2 separate regions of the Oryctolagus cuniculus genome follow, and region 1 is linked to region 2. A link is a contact called in public Micro-C data. All regions are on one chromosome and are shown on one strand. The core of a region is the stretch at or near the end of the contact, and the rest is flanking DNA. Distances in the headings are between cores, read along the strand shown. Region 1 holds the start of PSME4 (proteasome activator subunit 4). Region 2 holds the start of EML6 (EMAP like 6).

What was found. A called contact is a pair of places that touch in the nucleus more often than the background predicts.
Region 1: a contact with region 2 is called in a Micro-C map of ear pinna, with 10 times the contacts expected there. The contact joins the promoter of PSME4 here to the promoter of EML6 in region 2. A contact is called at or near these places in 2 of 6 Hi-C or Micro-C datasets (ear pinna and an unstated tissue).

The regions. Positions count from the first base shown.
Region 1 is chr2:148,746,636-148,752,266 of mOryCun1.1, reverse strand. It overlaps PSME4 (proteasome activator subunit 4), which reads right to left and starts at 3,827. Exons shown (of 47, transcript XM_070069121.1): 1 at 3,550-3,827. The coding sequence starts at 3,791. ACYP2 (acylphosphatase 2) reads left to right here and starts at 4,095. Exons shown (of 9, transcript XM_070069129.1): 1 at 4,095-5,215. It overlaps LOC138848622 (a long non-coding RNA gene), which reads right to left and starts at 1,169. Exons shown (of 2, transcript XR_011386648.1): 1 at 1-1,169.
Region 2 is chr2:147,924,106-147,930,285 of mOryCun1.1, reverse strand. EML6 (EMAP like 6) reads left to right here and starts at 3,748. Exons shown (of 44, transcript XR_011386640.1): 1 at 3,748-5,288.

The DNA.
Region 1 (5,631 bases), core at 2,578-5,077, 820 kb before region 2:
ATTTGCCCGGTGCTGTATTGCATCATAAGATTTTCTTCAACAGGTAGCCCTAATGCTTTATAAATTGTACAAAGGAGCTTACGTTACAGGGCCAATTTTTAAAACGCACAGAAATAACCTTTTGTCAAAGACACTAAACAGACCTACAAGTCTCAAACATTTTAGTGTTCCTAAAATGAACACTAAAATAAAATAATTCAAAGTCAAAAACCAGGGCTAAATGGAGAGCATGAGTACCTCTGAAACCAGAACTCATGATACCTAGGTTAGTGGTACGGTTCCAGTGCCTCTGAACAACATTCACACTATCTTCTCTAGGAATGTACTTGATCTATGCAACCAATTCCAGTACTTTAAAAACTACGCAACAAAATTTATCTGCTTCTCTCATCTATATTTAAAAGTAAATTTGAGGGGCCAGTGCTATGGCATAGTGGAGTGGATAAAGCTGTGGCTTGCAATGCCAGTATCCCATATGGTCACCAGTTCAAGTTCCAGCTGCTCCATTTCCAATCCAGCTCTCTGCTATGGCCTGGGAAAGCAGTAGAAGATGGCTCAGGTCTTTGGGACTCTGCACCCGTGTGGGAGACCTGGAAGAAGCTCTTGTCTCCAGATCGGATGAGCCCAGCTGCAGCCTCTGCGACCATTTGGGGAGTGAGCCAGGAGATGGATCGATCCATTGATCAATTGATCTCTCTCTGTGTAACTTTGCCTTTCGAATAAATACATCTTTAAAAAAAAGATTTGAAATAAGTTTCAAACTGTTCTTTTTATATGTTTTGTTTTTTAAAAATGAGGTGTATATAATTAAAACATACGTAAGCTGTCAAAAACAAAACAAAAAAAAACTTGGGCTAGCACTGTGGTGTAATGGGTAAAGCCGCTGCCCGCAGTGCCAGCATCCCATATGGGCACCTGATCAGTCCCCGCTGCTCAACTTCCGATCCAGCTTTCTGCTAATGTGCCTGGGAAAGCAGCAGAGGATGGCTCAAGTCCTTGAGCTCCTGCACCAGTGAGAGAGATCCGGAAGAAGCTCCTGGCTTCAGATTGGCCCAGTGCTGGCCGTTACAGCCATTTGGGGAGTGACCAAGCAGACGGAAGACCTCGCTCGCTGTCTCCCTGTAACTCTGCCTTATAGATAAATTAATTTAAAAAAAAAAAAAAAAAAACTACACGCACATTCCTTCTAGAAAAATATACAACAGGCTTAAGTTGAGCTCAACAGGATAAAAATAAATACCTAAGATCACAGAACACCATAACAGGAATGGTTCCCAGGAATTATTTATTTCAATTTTCTTGTTTCACTCACAAGAATACTAAAGTGCATGATTAAGCTTCCCAAAGTTGCAGATATGGGAGAAACTAGATTTTATTTTCATTACTATTTTCCATTCTGCTACAAAGTGCTAAACATGACCACTACTCAGCTATCATCACAGATTTTGGCATTATTTAGATGTTAACTTATGCAACATACAAGGCTTAAAAAACAAGCACGACTATAAACAGGTGACCTTAACATGACTTAAGAGAAAAAACACACCCAAGACCACAACACGTCCCACCCAACAAGTTCAAAATGTCACACAGTGCAACCACAAGAATCAGTTCTCTGTATTTAATCACCATTCCAAAATAAAATTCTACCTGATAGCATTTCTCGCTGGTTAGATATATATATATATTAAGCCACTAACTGCAATCCTGTCCCAAACACCATGTGCTGTCTCCACTGTATTTTTAGCCCTTTCTAGGTAAGAACTTTTGTCTATTAACAGTAACAAAACTGTAGGTGCTAATTTACCAGACTTGTTAATAACATCACTAAACAATCCTTATCTAGGCCTATGTAGATTGCAGCTTCATAAATCCAAACCAGATACGTCTTCACATTTTAGCACAGTTATATACTGTGCCTCTAAAAGAAGCTGTTTGTGTCACCCCAAATGGTATTCTCTGGCAAGTCTAATACAAGTGATTTAAATAGGAAATTAATGGAACTGACAAGGAAACTTTATTGTTACTGTGCCTGAGTAATAACACAAACACCTAGAAGGCGCACTTGAAAAAGTGTTCAAATTGTAATTGTTTATAAAACATTCTTCTGTTTTGACTGACAGAGGTTCTTTTCCCTGTTACATTCCTTTCCTCCACAATCCTTCCACGGATCCCAACAGAGTACAAACTTTACACTCTGGTCAGGAAGAGAGCTGACACTTTTGTCATTTTATGGTTGCTCTATGAAGGGGAATACTGTTTTAGCTTTGGTTCTTAATTAAAAAGCTAATTATTCCCACCTGTCTTAATTAAAAAGCTAATTATTCCCACCTACACCCCCCTCCAAAGAAAAGAAATTTGTCAGAGGTCCCCTAATAACTGGCAGATAAGAATCATCCTGTGAGGGTGACTATTGCATTACAAAACCCTGAGTCATCACCCAGTTCACTCAGCAGATTTGGGTAAACATTGAGTAAGTGACTTATGTCTTGTGTGTTCATCTACCAACATTCACACGCATGAACACTGTTAGTAGAACCGTATGCACATTAACCAAACAAGATACAGAGAATGTTTTCCAAAGTTCTGACACTGAAAATACCCCTCTAGTGAACAACCTCCCTAACCTTTTGCCCGCACACTATTTTAACTGGGGGTGTTTGGGTCCCCCCCCCCCGACCGTAATTTCACTGACACTATAGGTGGCAGCTGGTTTTTAGAGACGATGCCAACAACACAACTCCTGCAACTAATTCAGTAATCTGCCTTCGTCTGAGCGCCTTAACAAAGCACTCAAGTTTGATGCTAGTATCGCCCAGCACAACCTGACACTGCATCTATTTCTCGGAGTATCGCAAAGGTCTGGCGAAAGGAAATGTCACAAGAGGAATACCGCACACTTCTCTAAGGTTTCAGACAACACTCTCAACACTAACGTCCCATGGTGGGCCCAAGAATACTCTGAGGGCTGATTTTCAACCAGTCTTCTCAATCAAATCCACTGAAAGTGAGCAGACCCACAAAGCAGAACCCAGCAGTGTTTCCCAACGCCCTCCTTCCCATTCAGAAAGTTCCTAGACGCGAACCGACACGAGTAGAGGCGGGGACTGCAGGGGAAGGAAGAGGAGGAGGAGGAAGCACGAGGAGAAGCAGACAAGTCAGGAGTTCCTCTCCCGAAAACCAAGGCTATCACCCCGCCTTCCCCATACGCAAAGCCCCAAAGAAGGCTTTGCGAGACGGCTCCTCTCTCCCGCGCCGGGCCCCAGGGCCCGAGGGGCCGGAAGACTACAACACCGCCGCTCGACGAGGGACAGCTGGGAGGACGCAGAGGGCGGATGAGGTCCCGGGAGGTCCTGGAGACCGGTCGCAGGAAGGAGACCTGAAAGCTTTACAAGCTGCTGTCGCAGGGGGGACAGCTCCGTCCAGGACAGAGCATTAGCTAGGTCCAGCAGCCCGGACAAAGAGCTAGCCCCCTCAACCCACACCCCCACGATGCCCTCCCACGGAGCCTTGTGCCCCGACCCATTTCGCAGGCCTGGGAACACTTACGTGGAGAGTTTCCTGGTCCAGAAGAGGCCCCCGGGCCACAGCTCTTGGAGCTGCACGGCCCGGCCCAGGTTGCTTTTGATCTGGGCCAGCTGCAAGTCGGACTCGGCGTCCAGCCGCTCGGCGTAGGGCAGCAGCTTGTTGTACACGATCTCCTTCTGCGGCACGAAGCCTCGACAGCCCGGCCCGAGACGCCCGCCCGGCTCCGGGGGCTCCCCGCCTCCCGCCCGCTCGGCCGGCTCCATGAGCACAGGGACACCCCCCCACCCCCTCCCACCCTAGCCCTCCCCGGCCCCCACCCCTCTCCGGGCTCCGCCTCCTCCGCGTCGTCGGCGCCCCGCGGCCGCCGGCGGCCCGTCACCCTTCGGCCCGACCGCTAGGCCCCCTCCCCTGGCCGACGCGCAGCTGGGCCCCGCGCGGTCTTCGGTTCGTTGGCGACGGCAGCGGCCGCTCTGCCCACCCCGCACCGGCTCGGCTGGTGACGCTGCAGCCGCCGGGCCCTGAAGTTCCGGACGGGCCTCAAGTCACTTCCGGGGCGGGGCGGGGCGGGGCGGGGCGACGGCGTCGGAGGAGGCGGTAGCAGCGGCGGTGGCGGCGGTGCGCCCAAGGAGCCGCGCCTTCCTCGCCGTGGGCCCGACTTGGAGCTCCCACCCCCGGGCCTCACCGGCCGGGCACGAGGCTTCCCCACCGGAAGCACGAGGCCGAATTCCAAGCTATTGTCCTATCTCGCCTGGTATCGCGCGCTCCTGGCGGTAGCCTAATCGCCACAGCCTCAGGCAAAAGGAATTGGCCTGGGCCCGCAGGCAGAGGAACTAATGCCTCAAGGATACAAGCGGTTTTTTTGGAAAAGCCTGCATACCCTGTATCTATCCAACCGGTACCTTACAGATTTTTTTACTCTGTCTGCTTTAAACTAAGCCCCTATCTTTCTGACCAACATCATCCTAACGAAAGGGATGATTATTCAACAAATATTAATCGAATGACTATTTTGTGTGCCAGACGCTGTGTCTAGGCTCTTGAGATGGAGGCTTTAAGAGCACCTGGTTTTCTACCCTCCAGAGATTTACTGTGAAGCGGAGATATAGACCAGTGAGTTACAAGAGAAATCTCTTAATGACTATGTAAGTACAGGTTGCCTAGGGATCTCTAAAGAGAAGTTCGACCTGGAGATGTGTCCACAAGTAGTTTCCTCGAATGGTAAATTATGCTGGAAGGTTGACAGCAAAGTAAGAAAAGGAAGGGAGACTTTTCATATTTCAAGTGAGACGACAGCTCTAAGGCTGAAAGCGGTATTGTAGGAATTTGAAGAAGTTTATGATGGCTGAAGATTGTTCGCAAGAGGGGACAGTAGAGAAATGAAACTGAGGAGGAAATGCTGGAGGATTTAGAGGCTTATCCTAAAGAAAAACTTCTCAAAGATTTCGTGCATAGGAGTGGCATGATATAAATTATGTTTTTTGAAAATTATTATTTGGAGACAGAGACATAGAACCCGCAATCACTGGGTCACTCCCCCAGTACCAGAAGCAGCAGCAGAAGTCAGGAGCTGGCAATTCCATCCTGGTCTCCAAGGTGGGAGGCAGGAACCCGATGGCTTGAGTCCTCAGTGCTGCATTCCAGGGTCTGCAATGGTGAGAAGCTGGAGTCAGGAGCAGGAGGAACTCAGGTACTCTGATGTGGGATGCAGGCATCTTAACTGCTAATGTAAATGTTCACCCTTCATTTACAGTTTCGAACAATCGCTTTGGCTTTTGTAGAGAATAGATTGGAGCAGACAGGATTGGGAACTGGAGGACTCCTTAAGAAGACATAGCATAATGATGGTGTGGAAGTCAGTAAAATTCATTTGAGAGCTATTTCAGCAGAATAACCTCAGCTAGGTAGTTGATTGAATATTAAGAGTGAAGAGAGGAAAGAAATGGGATGATGCCAGGTTTCTGGCTTGAGAAGCTGGATAATGAAGACTTTGAGGTAGAGAACACAGCAGAAACAGCTCTGTAGGCAGAAAGCTTATGGAGTAAGTATTGATGTGGCTGAAAAGGGTGATCTAAACTGGGATACAAAGGAGAAATTTGGTGGGTA
Region 2 (6,180 bases), core at 2,499-4,998:
AAACAAAAACAAACACGATCAATTAGGATTTCTACATTTTATTTGGTTGTAATATCTCCTTGGTTTCTTTCATACAAGAATAATTCTCTACTTTCTTGCTTTGCATTTTTCTTGTAAAATTAGATGTACTTTTCAATGTGGTCAGATCAGTTGTGTTGTGGACTGTTGTGCCTTATGGTGTTACCTGATTGTTTCCTTGTAATTTGTTTATTTCAATTAACTTGTTTACCTCTCCTATATGTTCAGTAAACTGAAGTTAGATCCCAAGTTTGATTAGACTTGAGTTAGATATTATTGCTAAATGTAGTTTTTTCTGTATTTGTTTATTTTGAGAGGAGAGGGAGGGGGAGTAGCAGGGGAAAGGGAGGAGGAGGAGCAGTGAGTCTTCTATTCCCATGTTCATTCCTCAGATGGCTGCAACAGCCAGGACTGGGCCAGGTTGAAGCCAGGAGTTAGGAGCTTCATTATGGTCTCCCACATGGGTAGCAGGAGCCCAAATACTTACTACAATGCCAGCCTCTGGTAAAAATATTTTATATAGTATTATTTCATGCTAGATCACACATCAGGAGGCAAGAAGAGCAAGTTATTCTGCTATTAGTGATACTAACTTTGATAAATTGGTAAGATGACCCCAGATATCTCTGTTTAAAGATACTACTCCATGGGAGGGCTTCTTTAGCATTCTATCTTTTCATCTAATCAGTTTAGTTTATATTTATCACCTATGTCTAAATCAATGACCTCACTGGGGTGATTTTTCTAAATCTATCGTTTTTCTACATTTGAGTCCTGACTGCTCCACTTCCAGTTCAGCTGCCTGCTAATGTGCCTGGGAAAGCAGCAAAAGATGACCCAAGTGCTTGCCCCTGCATCCACATGGGAGATTAAATTATTGATAGATACAAAGTACCATTTGCAGTCCCTGGAACATGTTAAGTACTATTCATCCTAAAAACACAGGATTATTGTTTTATTCATGCTGTTCTAGATTGCTTATTTCTAAAGAATACTGCTAATTAATCGTACTCTTTCAAGTAGAAATTATACTGCCAAATTGTAATTTAATGCTTTATACATTAACTCTTTTCACATGTGTATTATATTGTTTCATTCTCACAACTATCCTGTAAGTATTATGATATTTCATTAAATGAGGAAACTGTAGATCAGAGAATTTAGTGATTTATGTAAGGTTTAAGTAGCAGATCCAGAACTCATTCCTACAACTTATTTAATAATCTCATGTGGCATGGTGGTTATTAATTATGCTAAGGATAACTTAGGAAATGAACATGTTACATCTATTTCTATTTGTTTAGGAGATTCCTTTTATTTTTAAGATTTATTTATTTATTTGAAAGTCAGAGTTACACAGAGAGAGGTAGAGACTGAGATCTTCCATCTGTTGGTTCACTCCCCAATTGTCCGCAACAGCCAGAGCTGTGCGGATCTGAAGCCGGGAGCCAGGAGCTTCTTCTGGGTCTCCCAAATGGGTGCAGGGGCCTAAGGACTTGGGCCATCTTCCACTGCTTTCCCAGGCCATAGCAGAGAGCTGGATTGGAAGTGGAGCAGCGGGTCTTGAACAGGCACCCATATGGGAATCCTGGGCTTTAGGGCAGGGCTTTAACTTGCTGCGCCACAGCGCTGGCCTGGAGATTCCTTTCAACACACTTTCACATTTTCTCTGCAAGTCCCTTCCTTTATGTACAACTGCCACCAAATCCAATATAGTACTTCAAGCACTAAGACCCCTACCACTTATTTCATGCTTTGATTACTACTACTTTTATCGTTCTCCTCTTTAAGAACAAAAATCTAACATTTCTCCATTATTTTAAGGATATACTGCAAGCCTCTGTGTTCAGTGCCATCCACAATCTAACCTTCCAAGTTATGTCCCCTTCTCATTTTACTTGCATTCGCTTACACCAAACTGGGTATTCTCTTCAGTGTTCTCTAAATCTGTGGTTTTGTATTTTTGCATCTACCCTTTTATGTATTATTTTGACCTTGCAAAAGATTCTTTCAATTCACCTTTCCTTGTCTCAATTCGACCTATTCCTATTTCTATACTTATTACTTTATTTCCTATCTTCTACAAAGCTTTTCCTGATCTCTTAAATCTGGAAAAGATCCTCCTGTTCTTAATTCCTATATACAACTTATTGCCTTTATATAATCCATTTTGCATTGTTTTATGGTACAGCATTACTGATCATCTATATGTTTGCTTATGTTTCAAACCCTTTCCAGGCCATTTTGGTAGTATCCTTATTGACCACAGTGCTATCTCACATTACAGTATTTGTAGATCTGTATCCTTAAAAAGAAAGATGGGATAAATTCACATCCTCCTCATTGCTGTAGGTAGCACCACTTATCCAAACTCTGGTTCTTCTAATCTTCTCAAGATCCCCTACCAGCTCAGAGGACTGTAGTAAAGTTTGAGATAGATTAAGAACTGCATAGGAGGGGCCGGCACTGTGGTGCAGCAGGTTAACATCCTGGCCTGAAGCGCTGGCATCCCTTATGGACCTCAGTTCGAGACCTGGCTGCTCCACTTCCAATCCAGCCCTCTGCTGTGGCCTGGGAAAGCAGTACAAGATGGCCCAAGTCCTTGGGCCTCTGCACCCACATGGAAGACCTGGAAGAAGCTCCTGGCTCCTGGCTTCAGATCAGCACAGCTCCGGCTGTTGTGGCCAATTGGGGAGTGAACCAACGGATGGAAGACCTCTCTCTCTCTTTCTGCTTCTCCTCCCTCTGTGTAACTCTTTCAAATCAATCAATCAAAACAAAACAAAACAAAACAAAACACTGAGAGAATGGAATGGACTTTCCAAATGTCCAATCTGTCACCCGTTTGCAGCCTCTTAGTCCCTGGATTTCGGTATCTCCTTTTCCAAAAGGCCGCCGATGGCCCCAAGTTGAAAAATAGCTAGTCAGAACACAGTGGATGCATAGTTCATCTTGGGCAATTTTAAGAGAAATACCACCGGCTTCTTCGTTTGAGGGCCAGGAGTAGTTGTTCATGGCGGGAGTAGCTCCTGGGTTCCAAAATCTGGTTATCCGTAAATACGTTAAGTCCTCTGACTTAGGAGGCACCGGGTCTTAGGGCAGAGTGAGACCACATTCCCAGCATTTTCCTTAAAGTTGGCAGCCCAGCACCTCAAATTATAAACTAGCCAAGTAAAAAGGAAAACCAATGTAGGAGGTAAGGAGCGTCAGCGCAGGGCATCGGCCGGAGAAATTCTGTCAGTGGGCCGTAGAGACCGCTCTCCAACTTCACTGCTCTTCTCCACAGGAACACGCGGCCGGGCGACTCGTCCAACTCACTAGACGAGGCCATCAACGAAAAGCTGCCGCCGCGAACGAGCCGCGGTCTGCTTAGTCAGAGAAACACAAACTCCGTTGACGCCAGCGACGCCCCGCTCGGCCCCCTGGGCGCGCGGAATCCTGGGACTTGTGGTCCACACCGCGCGCTTCCCACCCCGCTTGGTGCAGGGACGACTACACTTCCCAGAATGCATAGGGGCAGGGGGAGCGGGAGGGCGGCCCCGGTCCTCCCGGGCGTTGCCGTTTCCTAGAGCCGAGGTTTCGCCTAGTAACCTGCGGCCGCGGTTCCAGAAAGCGGCGCTGTGGCCCCGCCCCCGGAACCCCGGCTGGAGGAAGAGCCTGTCTCCCGCGGCGCCCCAGTGACGAAGCCCAGCCCCGGGTGCGGGAGGCGGGAGGCGGGGAGGGCAGGGGAGGGCAGGCAGGCAGAGGATTTCGCTCGCCAGTGCGGGATCCCGGACGCGCCGGCGGCGCCCGCTGGCAGCAGAGGTTAGAGACGGAGAAACAGAGATGCTCCGCGGGCGAGGCTGGCTCGGGCGCGGGAGGCGTGCAGACGCCGTTGGAGCGGCTGTACGCTCGGCTCCGGGCGTCCCTATAGACGCGGGCATCCCCGACCCTGCGGCCGACGCCCGGGGCGTGTGTGTGTGTGTGTGTGTGTGTGTGTGGCGGGTGGGGGGAGGGGGTCCGGTCTCAGCCTCCAGTGTCCGGCGACCCTGCCCCCTTCGCCCGCGGGACCCTTTAGCTAGCGCAGACCTTCCTGGGGGCGAGGGACGTGATGTTTGCCGCTTGCTCGCTTCCCCCTCCAGCGGCACTCGTGCCTGGGTCTCCGATTCAGAAAATCCTGAACGACGCTTGCGGTTGGAGTTGCTGCTTAGTGAGAGCGGCTAAGTTCTTTATGACAAGGAGGGCCACGGGGTGTGTGTGTGTGAATCTTCAACACGTCCATGACAACTGCGTGTCGCATCTGAAAAGTGACCCTTGCAGAATTGTCTTAATGGGGAACTAAACACGTTCCTTCAAATCGTATCAGCAGCTGCCAGTCAGCAGCATTTAGTGCACATTTCACATCATTGAGGAGATGACTCTGGAGGGAGAAAGGGGTAACAGTTGACAATTAAAAACAACCGCCACCACCTTGGTTTAGTTTGCGGGTCATTTTCTTAGACGAGGTGACTTATGCAAAAAAAAAAAAAAAAAAATCTGTTTCTTTTTCCCCTTGCTCTCGCCTCCTGGACATAGATGGTCGGTTTGGGATCCGAGGCCGCTTGATGGCACAGCTCATCCGGGCCGCCTGTCAGATAACAACCGTCACAGGATAAATCCCGCCGCCTGCCGCGAAGCCCCCGCGCGGTGCAAACTTAGTGAGCGCACTGGGTAATCGGGGCTCGGATATGCAGATCGCCGCGGTGCCAGGCGGGGTGGGCGCCCCGCGATCCTCTCCTGGGAGCCGGCGCCCGCAGGTGCAGTGAGGCGCGCGCGCACGGGTGCCAGCGCCCCCGAGGCCGCCCCGCCCGGGGACGGGAGCCCGGGCACCCCGCGGGCTCTGGCGGCCGCGCACCGGCGGCGGCGGCGGCAGCTCGTCTCCCGCGGCGGCGGCGGATGATGGTGGCGGCCGGCGCGCTGGGCTGTGCCTGTGCGTCGCCGCGGAAATCAGCGCCCGGCGCTGCACCCTGAGACCCTGCAGGTCCGCCGCAGCCCAGCCTGGGCGAGGACAGAGCCCGCGCGCAGGGGGCCGGGGGCGAGTGGGGTCGGCGTATCATGGCGGATCGGACAGCTCCCAGTTGCCAGCTCCGGCTGGAGTGGGTGTACGGGTACCGGGGCCACCAGTGCCGCAACAACCTGTACTACACGGCTGGCAAGGAGGTGGTCTACTTTGTGGCTGGGGTCGGGGTGGTGTACAACACCCGCGAGCACAGCCAGAAATTCTTCTTGGGACACAACGACGACATTATCAGGTAAGGGGTGGGGAGAGGAGGGTGGCCGGGTGGGGAGAAGGATGCCCAGCCGGGCTTTCCCAGGGTCAGACCCGGCAGCCCCGTGGAATAAAGGATCCCTGGAGTCGCAGGGAATTACAGAGGATTGCTGATTCTGGGGCTGGAGCAGAGAGAGCACAGGGGGTGCAGGTAGGGAGGGAAAGGTCTCTTTTCTCTTTATCTCTCCGGACGCCTTTTAAATCTCCAAGGAGTTGAGTGTTCTGATGCTTTGTAGTGTTTGGTTCCTGCTACAAGTGGAAGGAACCCAGTAACTATGAAACACTTCTTCCTTCCCTAGGTAAATGGTGGGACCAATAGCCTAAACTGTGGGTCTCATTTTTTGGAAGCTCTTTGGTAGCTTCCTCAGCACACAAGAGGATTTAAAAAACAAAACAAACGAAAAAGAAATTTCGCTACAGGTAATCTGGAATCTTCATCCCAGATGCTTCCGACCTGGGGAATTTCTGCATGGGTAGGGAGTTTGCTCTCTGATGTTTGACTTGGCAGTGCTTGAATGCCCGAAGAATATTGATAGACTAAATGGACGCTTCCACAACATCGTGAAGGTTATAAAAGGCTGGCCGCTGCTGGACCACAAAGTCCTATCAACCAGCCCGCAGAATGACCAACATCTGGTGGCTGATGGTCTGAGACTGGCAGATGGGAAAACTCCATGGGTAGAAGAGCCACTTTAGGGGTCCTCCCTATTAAATACAATGGGGGCATGTTTTGATTCCTGGCCCTGTTCTCTCTTCTTTGGACCAGACATGTTTCCCTCCAGCACTTGTCAGCTTCCTGTGTGACTAAACAAGGTGTGGTCCAGATGCTGTACACAGGGAATCTGCATCAGCCTTTGGCAGTTAAGGAAGATGTC